2 separate regions of the Mus musculus genome follow, and region 1 is linked to region 2. The links are chromatin contacts, called in public HiChIP or PLAC-seq maps. All regions are on one chromosome and are shown on one strand. The core of a region is the stretch at or near the end of the contact, and the rest is flanking DNA. Distances in the headings are between cores, read along the strand shown.

Region 1 (4,451 bases), core at 158-2,657, 1.1 Mb before region 2:
CTGAGAATTACTATCATCGTCTTTTTAGTGTGAGCCTGTATGCATGTGTGCTTACACGTGAGCGTTGTGTGTGTATGTGATGTATGCATATGAATGTGTGGGTGTGTTCATGTGGAGGCCAGAGCAGAATGGAGGATGTTTTCCTATATTGTTCTTCACCTTATCTTGGTCTCTTAAGCTCACCGACTCAGACTGGTGGGCCAGCCAGTTCTGGAGTTCCACGGGTCTTCCTGTCTCCAGCACTGAGACACTAAGATTACATGCCCGCATCACCAGGCCCGGCTCTTTATGGAGGTGCTGGCATCTGAACCCAGGTACTCCTGCTTGCATTGCAAGGACCTTACTGACCAAGCCATCTCCCCATCCCCCACAGGGCACATTTGTTCATCCATTTATCCCTAATGTTTACGTACCCGACAAAGGTAAGGCCTCACTCTAGATGATTCATAGAGCATCTTATGTGCTGTCTGTTTTGATTCAAATCTCACATGGTCCTCCAGGGTACTTGTGGGCAGCTGTTCCTGTGTCAATTAACTTAAGATAAAGCCCCAAACACACGCCCAACACACACACAAACACACAAGCAAGCACACATATGCACACATGTATGTATGCACACACACGCTTAAAATCATAAGAGGAAGATAACAAAAATAATGATTTTTGCCTAACCTTGTTTATTATGGGAAAACTTTAAAGGTTTCCTTTAAACACAGTGGGGCCCAAATACAGCTGTTTGTAAGCCAAAGTTGATATTGTCTGTTCCTGCCTTAGCCTCTTAGCTTGACATGGAGAAGCAAACTGACTTACCAGAGAAGCTTGGCCAGGGTAGGGCTAGGGAGGGAGAGATGGGAATGGGAATAGGGCTAGAGATGTCTTTGCCATTTCACCAACATCTCAATCCTTGGATACAGGGGTGTGGCTTCATCTGGACGCTTAGAGGGCAGGGGTCATAGCTATTTGCCTTATTTCATCTTTGGCAGAAACATTCTTTGGTTTTGACTCATGGCAAGGCCCATTTTCATACAATCCCACCATGGCGGATGGTCTCAGAAAGGACACCATCTCTAGACTGACCCTTTTGGTTCAGAAGCCCAAAGCAATCACTTTGAAAGGGCCATCTTTGATGTACAAAGGCTGCGAAATTTAGGCCAATGCCGAACATTCCAAATGCCTCAGAAGCAGATAGATCGTCCTATGCCGGCCAAAGGAAGCCTAGGACAATGCAAAAATCCAAGGGAAGGGACATCGTAGTGCAGTCAGGGATCAAAGGCTTGAGTGAAGTCCGAGCCTCTTCAGAGCCGCCTTGGCCCTCCGCCCACGGTTTCAGCCCTGCACGGTTCTTTTTTGTCATGGAAATGAAGTTCCTTGAAAGCAGCAGATGAATTAATGAGCTGAAGATCCCAGGTTCCAAGTGGCATCTGTTCTTTAGCTCTGGGACCATCACCCCCTCTATGAGATCGCTGGGGCTGCTCTACAGCTTTCATTAGACTTCTAATTTAACACTCAGAGACGGACAGTGGGGGGAGTTCGTAATGGGCACGATGTGTGGCTCTCCTCAAGCAAACAAAAGTAACGCCAGGTCAGGCAGGAGAGGCGCGGCTGCTACCGAGAGATTTAAATAAAAAGCAGGGGCTGGGGCGGGGAGGGGAGGGCAGGGGGTGGGAGATACTTTGAGAAAGGGCACTTTATTTTTAGAAAAGAAAAGGAATTAGGAGATAATGGTTGCCACAGCAACAGAGCACTGCCTATATTCCATAGGCCCGGCTTTAACAGAACGGATTCCCTGGGGACTTTCGGAGAAAATATAGATGGAAATAAAAAGGCTGTCCAGGAACAATGTCGCACATTAGTCCAGCTGCCGTTTCACTGCCATTTTCCAAGCTCTTGCACCAAGGCCCTGCCTTCATTTAAAAACCCATCTCCGCATTTGGCGGGAAAAAAAAAAAAAGCTAAATGAGAATTTTATTTTGGCTTCCTTCCGCCATTCCTAATTGCGCTTTAAAAATTGAACATAGTCAATAAACAGTCACTTCATAATAATAATAATAATAATAATAATAATAATAATAAATAATAATAATATTAAGCAGAGAGGAACCTGGGGATTCTCTGTTGGAGAAGGGAGAGATGCTGAAGGTGACATTGACAGGATTTTGAATTGACCTAGAGGGACCCATGAACTGGTCGTTAATGGCTGGAGAATAGAATAGTCAAATTTTTGTGTTCTCTTGGAAGTTTAACTCTGATGGCTTTTTTCCCCCCCTTCTCTTTCTCGTGTGCATTTGTGTATGTGATGAGTGTGTTCATATGTGGGCATGTGTAGAGGCTTGGGGTGGACATGAGGCTGTCTTCTTCAATCACATCTCCTTATTGGTTTGATTGTTTGTTTACTTAAAGCAGTGTCTTTCACAGAATCCAGAGCTCAGCTCTTTGGCTAGACGAGCTGGCCCAGAAAACCTTCAGCTGTGCCTACCTCTGTCCTCTAGTACTGGCACTGCAAAGATGTGCCTCTGTGCCGTGCTTTTACAAGGGTGCTTGGGATCCAAGCTCAGGTCTTCGCACATGCACTGTGTACTGGCTAGTTTTGTGTCAACTTGACACACCTGGAGTTCTCACAGAGAAAGGAGCTTCAGTTGAGGAAATGCCTCCATGAGATCCAACTGTAAGGCATTTTCTCAATTAGTGATCAAGGGGGAAAGGCCCCTTCTGGGTGGGACCATCTCTGGGCTGGTAGTCTTGTGTTCTATAAGAGAGCAGGCTGAGCAAGACTGGTAAACAAGCCAATAAGGAACATCCCTCCATGGCCTCTGCATCAGCTCCTGCTTCCTGACCTGCTTGAGTTCCAGTCCTGACTTCCTTGGTGATGAACAGCAGTATGGAAGTGTAAGACAAATAAACCCTTTCCTCCCCAACTTGCTTCTTGGTCATGATGTTCGTGCAGGAATAGAAACCCTGACTAAGACACACAGCATCCACTTCACCCACTGAGCCATCTCACCAGCCCCATAAATGTTTTATTTTTTGAAGACTCAGATATTTTATTATAGTAATCGGAAGCAAACACCCCACATGTTAAGATGATTCTACAGAGAGAGGGGGCAGGGTATTTTAAGAAGCTATTTTATGAAATTGTGGTGTTCTACTTCCAAAATCTGCCGGAGTGCTAGCAGAGAGCAAATCTGCTAGGGAGTTCCATAGATGTGACAGTACTTGGTTGTGATGTGTGATGCTTTACTAATCACCAGGTGGGTTCAAATGATCGGATTGGTAGGAGTTTCTCCTCTCATTGACATTTTGACTTTATATCCTTGAGGAAAGATAATATCCTATCTGAGTCCTTAAAGAATTCAATCTCTGAGTCCCCAAAGCATTAAAAAAGTTCATTTAGGGCTGGAAATGTGGTTGAGAGGGTAAAGCTCTTGGCTATGCAAGTGTGAGGACCTGAGTTTAGATCCCAAGCAGCCCTGTAACTAAGAGACCCATGCTTCAGTTTAGAGGACCCAATGGCTGTGCCTCTTACCCAACACCTCTAAGCTTTCAGAGGCCCTCTTCCATAGAAAAACCCAAGGCAGGCCAAGCATCTGTTGGTGCCTTGTCTGTCACCTGATGAACATCTGACCAAGGCACTGCTCCCGTGGGGATGAGCTTTTGCCAACTAGGTTTTTTTTTTTTTGTCCCTGATTAATGGGGCAAAGAAAATGGGTTTTATAAGCATGGGGAGCTAACCACAGGCAAGGCTGTTCTGGGGATGCAAGGCTTCAGGGAAAATATTTTCATTTCATGAACTTTTGGGGTACCCATAACACTCTGAGAGCCCTCTGCAGGCCAATGAAGAAGACAGTTCCAGATGGTTAGTCTATAACTATCATCATGGGGGACATGATAGTAGTCAGACAGGCGTGGCGCTGGAGCAGTGGCCAAGAACTCATATCCTGATCCAAAAGTTGGAGGCAGAGAAAGAGGAGAAGAGAGAGAGAGAGAGAGAGAGAGAGAGAGAGAGAGAGAGAGAGAACAAACTGGGAAAAGGCACGAGCTTTTAAAACTTCCAAGCCTCCTCCAACATGACCACACCCCCTCATCCTTCCCAAGCAGTTCCACCAACTGGGTACCAAACATTTCTGTGTAAGAACCTATGGGGGCATTCTCACTCACCCTGCCACAGATAGTCTCCTGTTTGCAGAAAGAGACTGCAAAGGGCAGGTTTTAGGACAACCGTGGCAATTTGATGGTTTCCCCTTCACTCCTCTACCATGTTGTGTTAAGATTCTACCTGTAGTATCATAATCTGCTGGTGGTGATCTACCCCTAAGGCAGCTTCCTCTTCATTGGATAGTCCCCCTTCATTAGCTATGTTGGTGGGGTTCTTTTCCTCCAGCCCCACAGCTTTACTGAAGCTGTGGCAGCTGTTACTGGAAGGAAGCAAGGGGGAAAACACACTTTCCTCTACA
Region 2 (4,654 bases), core at 1,186-3,685:
CCCACCTTCTCCCCTCCCCCACCCTCTCCCTCCCCTCCCCCACCTTCTCCCCTCCCCCACCCTCTCCCTCCCCTCCCCTTCTTCTTATCCCCATCCATAACTTCTAAAGCATGCGGCTTCTACTTGAATCAGTGCCCACACCACCTCTCTCTCTCTCTCTCTCTCTCTCTCTCTCCCTCTGTTTTTCTTGAGACTGGGTTTCTCTGTGTAGCCCTGGCTGTCCTGGAACTCACTCCTCGAACTCCGAAATCCACTACCTCTGCCTCCCAAGTGCTGGGATTAAAGGCGTGCACCACCACTGCCCGGCCACACTACCTCTCTTAAGAGGACCCAAGAAATAGAAAATAATAGAACAACAAAAAAAAAAAAAAAAAAAAAACCCACAAAATTTATGTTTACTCCATGACAGATAAGTAAAAGCAAGCTGAGTTATCGAAGTCTCTCCGGATGCTTAGGGAGATGGAAGGTGTGGGTGGAAAAGAGGGAGAGTTCCCTCCACGACTGTGTAGATGGGCAGAAAGGAGATTTTAAAATCACGTGACTGTGGCACTTCTGAACGTTGTCTGTCCCACAGAAGGCAAGTCCTAAGCGTCATCGGTTCTGTGTGTGCCGGCCTCTTAGGGAGCCTCCTGTCCTTTCGGTCATATTTGGGTCACACTCCTAGGCATCCCAAGCAATGCTGGCCTTGAAGCCACTTTTAACACAGACCAGAACCCTTTAAATCTTCCCACTTGTAACTTTTTTGCCTCTGAGACAGAGGCTATGTAGCCCTGGCTAGCCTAGAACTTGCTACGTAGACCAGGCTGGTCTCCAACTCACAGTCCTCATGTCTCTACCCACTCTGGAGCCATTTACAGCTCTCGCCTTCTTACAACTCTCTGCTTCCATCCCCTTCTCCCTCTGTCTCACACTGCTGTCAAACAATCCAGTTGCCGTTCAGCGCCCAATCACACATCTAAACGTTGCTGCCACCGTTGGTCCACCGCCTTTGCCTTCACCACATCTGCTGCTTCTCTGTGCTACCAGTTCATGTCTCCAGCCTCCCAAGAGTAAATTTAACTTCCTCCCTTTACCATCAAAGCAGGCAAGACAAGACCAAAGGAAGTCTTTTATTGAGCCTCATGTTACAACATCCAGGGAGGCAGCAATGGAGTGTCCTCCAGCCAACTCACCCAGCAAGCTTGGAGCAGCCTGTATATATAGCAAGATAAAGATTCAGATAACCATAGCACACGTGGGTATTGATGAAGGTTTGTGTTGGCACCAGTCACCTTGTCCCTTTAACCTTCACCTTACAACACACAGTTTCTGTCTGCTGGACCATCAGGGGAAATAGCCCCACCTGGGCTAGGTAGAAATGATGGCAGGGTCTTCTGAAATTCATTGAATGATAGCAAAAGGTCTGATACAAGGTGTTGGGAACGGCTAAGGCCATCAACTGGGATTGTGTATAGTTCTCAGTGTGTCTGTGGAGTACTCAAAATAGCCAGGTCCTTCGGGCTGTTTGACTAACCAGTTCTTTTGTTCAAAGTAGCTGTTAATTAGGGAGTCAGATTTCCTATCCCTCAAACTCTTACTTAGGAATAGGAACACAAAGAGTACTTACATGGACAAGCTAAAGAATTTATCGTTAACATTAATAACACTAATTAATAACAATGTGTAACACCTGCCTGGGGCCCCAAGCCCCAGTTTGTGTCCCTCCTCAGTGATACTTGGACTCTCTCCACATTCAGTGTCCTGTCTTTTTTTTTTTTTTAATTTTTAATTACTTTGTTTATGTTTACATGTATGAGTTTGCACATCACGTGCTTACAGGTGCCCTGAATGGTTGTTAGTTGCCATGTGGGTCCCCTGCTCTTCACTGCTGAGCCCTCTCTCCAGCGCCTCAAGGGTAATTTTAACACAGTATTAGCCACCATCATCAGTCCCTTGTCATCAGAGGGAAGAAAAAAAAAAAAAGCACACATTTAGATCTCTTTCGGCAAAGAACTATTTTCAAGAGAGCTACAAAGTTCAGAAACTAAAGAAGATCATAAATGCTGTGTACACATCAACTTCTCAGTCCCAAGCGCCATTCCTGCCTGACATAAATACTTCTTCCCAATTATAATTTTGCATCCTTTTAAATTTCTAAAATTTTCATATTTTCCCCAAGTCTCCAACGTCCAAGATCATTGTCTTAAGTTACTGACAAAAGCCCAAGATCAGCTACTTAGAATTCCCTCGAGTAAACTATTTTAAGTGCCCACATGTTTAACCAATCCTTGTACCAAACCGCCGAAATAAGCCCTTCGTGCTCAACTTCGCCCGTGAGGAAGTTGGTCCCGATAGGCTTCCGTAGCCTGTTTTTTTTTTTTTTTTTTAAAGTTACTTCCGTTCTGTCCGGGTCGCTTTGGTGGATGCACTTCCGGCGGTGGCGATTTGGAGGACTGAAGGAAGATGGTGAGTGACTAAGGGTTTCGGCTGGTCGTCTCAAACATCCATGCGCCCCAAGGCGGGAGGACGAGGCGATGTGACGCTCGGGTTCATCGCGGGTCGGAGCGGATCTCACTCCCTGGCGGACGCGGGCAGGATGCACGGCGCCCAGGGAGAGACCGGGCTGTGAACCGCTCGAGTAGGCAGGCGCTGAAGGGCTGAAGCCGAGTGGGACAGCCCGGCCGACGCTGGGGACAGCGGCTGAGCCGCAGAGCCAGCGTAGTGTTTCTCCGCAGACGGCTCAGCGCTCTCCGGTTTGGTTGGTTGAGCCGGATTCAGATGTAGGCACGGAGGTTACCGGGCGAGCACGGTTGATGATGGCGCTTCCGTTCTAGAGCAGGGAGACAATAAATATGTCAGGGAACAGGACCGGGCCAGATCGTTACGTAGCTGTGTTGTAAGAAGGTGGCTGGTTTTGTTAGGGTATCAGCGAAGGACCCTTCGTGGATGTGAAATCTAAATCGAGGCCTAAATTAAGGTTGTAAGGGAGTAATCTGTACTGATAGCTGAGCGAAGCCCGGGCAGGGCAGAGGGTCAGGAAATGCAAAAGGAGGCAACCCTGAAGTCCGCCCGAATCATGAGCTGCCAGGCCAATGCATCTGAATGTAGGTGAAGGCCAGAGCACACAAAGGACCGGTGATGACTTTGAAAAGTATCCCAAGCCGGGCGGTGGTGGCGCACGACTTTAATCCCAGCACTCGAGAGGCAGAGGCAGGTGGATTTCTGAGTTCGAGGTCATCCTGGTCTACAGAGTGAGTCCCAGCACAGCCAAAGTTACACAGAGAAACCCTGTCTCGGAAAAGCAAACAAACAAACAAACAAACAAAAAGTATCCCGAACATGCGCCAGGCATTTCCCCAGAGTTGTTCTTACTTCTTAGAACAACCCCGAAGATTATTATTAATGTCCCCATTTTAATGAGGAAACAGAAATACAGCCAGTGACCATTGGTGGGGCACAAATCCTTTCTTTTCTAGAGCAGTTGAGAAACCCTCTGGGTTTGAGAGACAGCAGAACTTAGTGTGATTTCTGTCTAACAAGCTTTGTGACAATATACAGGGCCGTTAACCTCCCTGGACCTTGGTCCTTTTATCTGCCTGTGTATCAAGGGGGCTTTGAGAATCAAGCGGCTCAGGGGTAAAGAACACCTGCTGCACTTTGAGAGAACCCACGTTTGGTTCCCGGCACCCATGCATGCCAGCAGGCTCCAGAATGGTCTGTAACTCCAGCTCTGAGTAGGTCCGAGCCTTGCGTGTGGTCGAATGTGCTTTATGCTTGGCATCATTTCTGAGGTGGTTTTGTCCTGGTACTGAAGCCACCAGTGTTGTAGTGAGAGGTGCTTCCCTAGGGTGGTGAATCAGTGAGTCCACTGTTACTCCTGTTTCAAGCTCCACTGTTGGGCAGATGGGATGGCACTCGACATGAAGCCTGGCAGCTTGAGTTGACTCCAGGACCCACAAGGCAGAAGGAAAGAATCCCTGGAAGTCGCCCTCTGGCTTCCTCTCGAGTGCCCCGGCATGCGGGCACAGACCCACACGTACACTAAACCACATATCTTTGCACAGGAATTTAAAGGACCACCATTTAAGGCATCGCCCAGTGTTAAGCATTGTTTTAAAGTCAGAAATCCCGATGAGCTTTTCATGCGTTTTAAGATGACAGCTTTTCAGATCGGGAAGGAAGTCTTGTCTGGGTCCCAGGCTGTCAGGATAGGAGCTTGGTAGGTTGCTGCTGAAAGTCTTCTGGGTCCTGTGGATCTCTGGAGAGAGTAAATGACCATGCGTGGCGAGTCTCTTTTCACAGTCGGGGAGGTAACTGACATTAGAGGGTGGCAAGTCTGAACCTCCCGGTTGAGAGGGGTGCTCTCTGGCTGCCAGCTTTCTTACTGGCTCCTCATTGTCGCATGGCTCTTGGTTCTAAGAGGCAAGTAATGTCTACACAGTAAGTGCATACCTGGGAGCCCAGGTACTCATTTTCCACACATTACAGTGGGTGGGGGTGGGGGTGCTTGTGTTTTAGAGCCAAAGTACCAGTGAAGTGATAGTATTCTGAATTTATGTGTGTTTTGTCTTTTTTTATCTTTCAGGGTCAAAGCCAGAGTGGTGGCCATGGTCCTGGGGGTGGCAAGAAGGATGACAAGGTAAATACCAAGCAAGATCTGATCGGGCCATAGAAA

What was found. HiChIP or PLAC-seq counts read pairs in DNA pulled down with a chosen protein or histone mark.
Region 1: a contact with region 2 is called in an H3K27ac HiChIP or PLAC-seq map of differentiating embryonic stem cells, with 6 times the contacts expected there. The contact joins the enhancer-like site here to the promoter of Psmc1 in region 2. A contact is called at or near these places in 4 of 39 promoter capture datasets (cranial neural crest, frontonasal cranial neural crest, hippocampal neurons and 1 more) and 5 of 115 datasets of contacts at active chromatin or transcription factors (T-cell acute lymphoblastic leukemia, VIP interneurons, astrocytes and 2 more).

What each region holds. Positions count from the first base shown.
Region 1 is chr12:99,009,979-99,014,429 of GRCm38.p6, forward strand. No RefSeq gene overlaps it. Among named protein-coding and RNA genes, the nearest start is that of Gm40554, 12 kb to the right of the region's middle. Within about 2 kb of position 1,408, at least 46 of the 459 cell types and tissues checked have an H3K27ac peak or open chromatin away from gene starts, as enhancers often do. A contact at or near this core is called in VIP interneurons, differentiating embryonic stem cells and hippocampal neurons, where this site is marked.
Region 2 is chr12:100,107,767-100,112,420 of GRCm38.p6, forward strand. It overlaps Psmc1 (protease (prosome, macropain) 26S subunit, ATPase 1), which reads left to right and starts at 2,436. Exons shown (of 11, transcript NM_008947.3): 1 at 2,436-2,445; 2 at 4,565-4,618. The coding sequence starts at 2,443.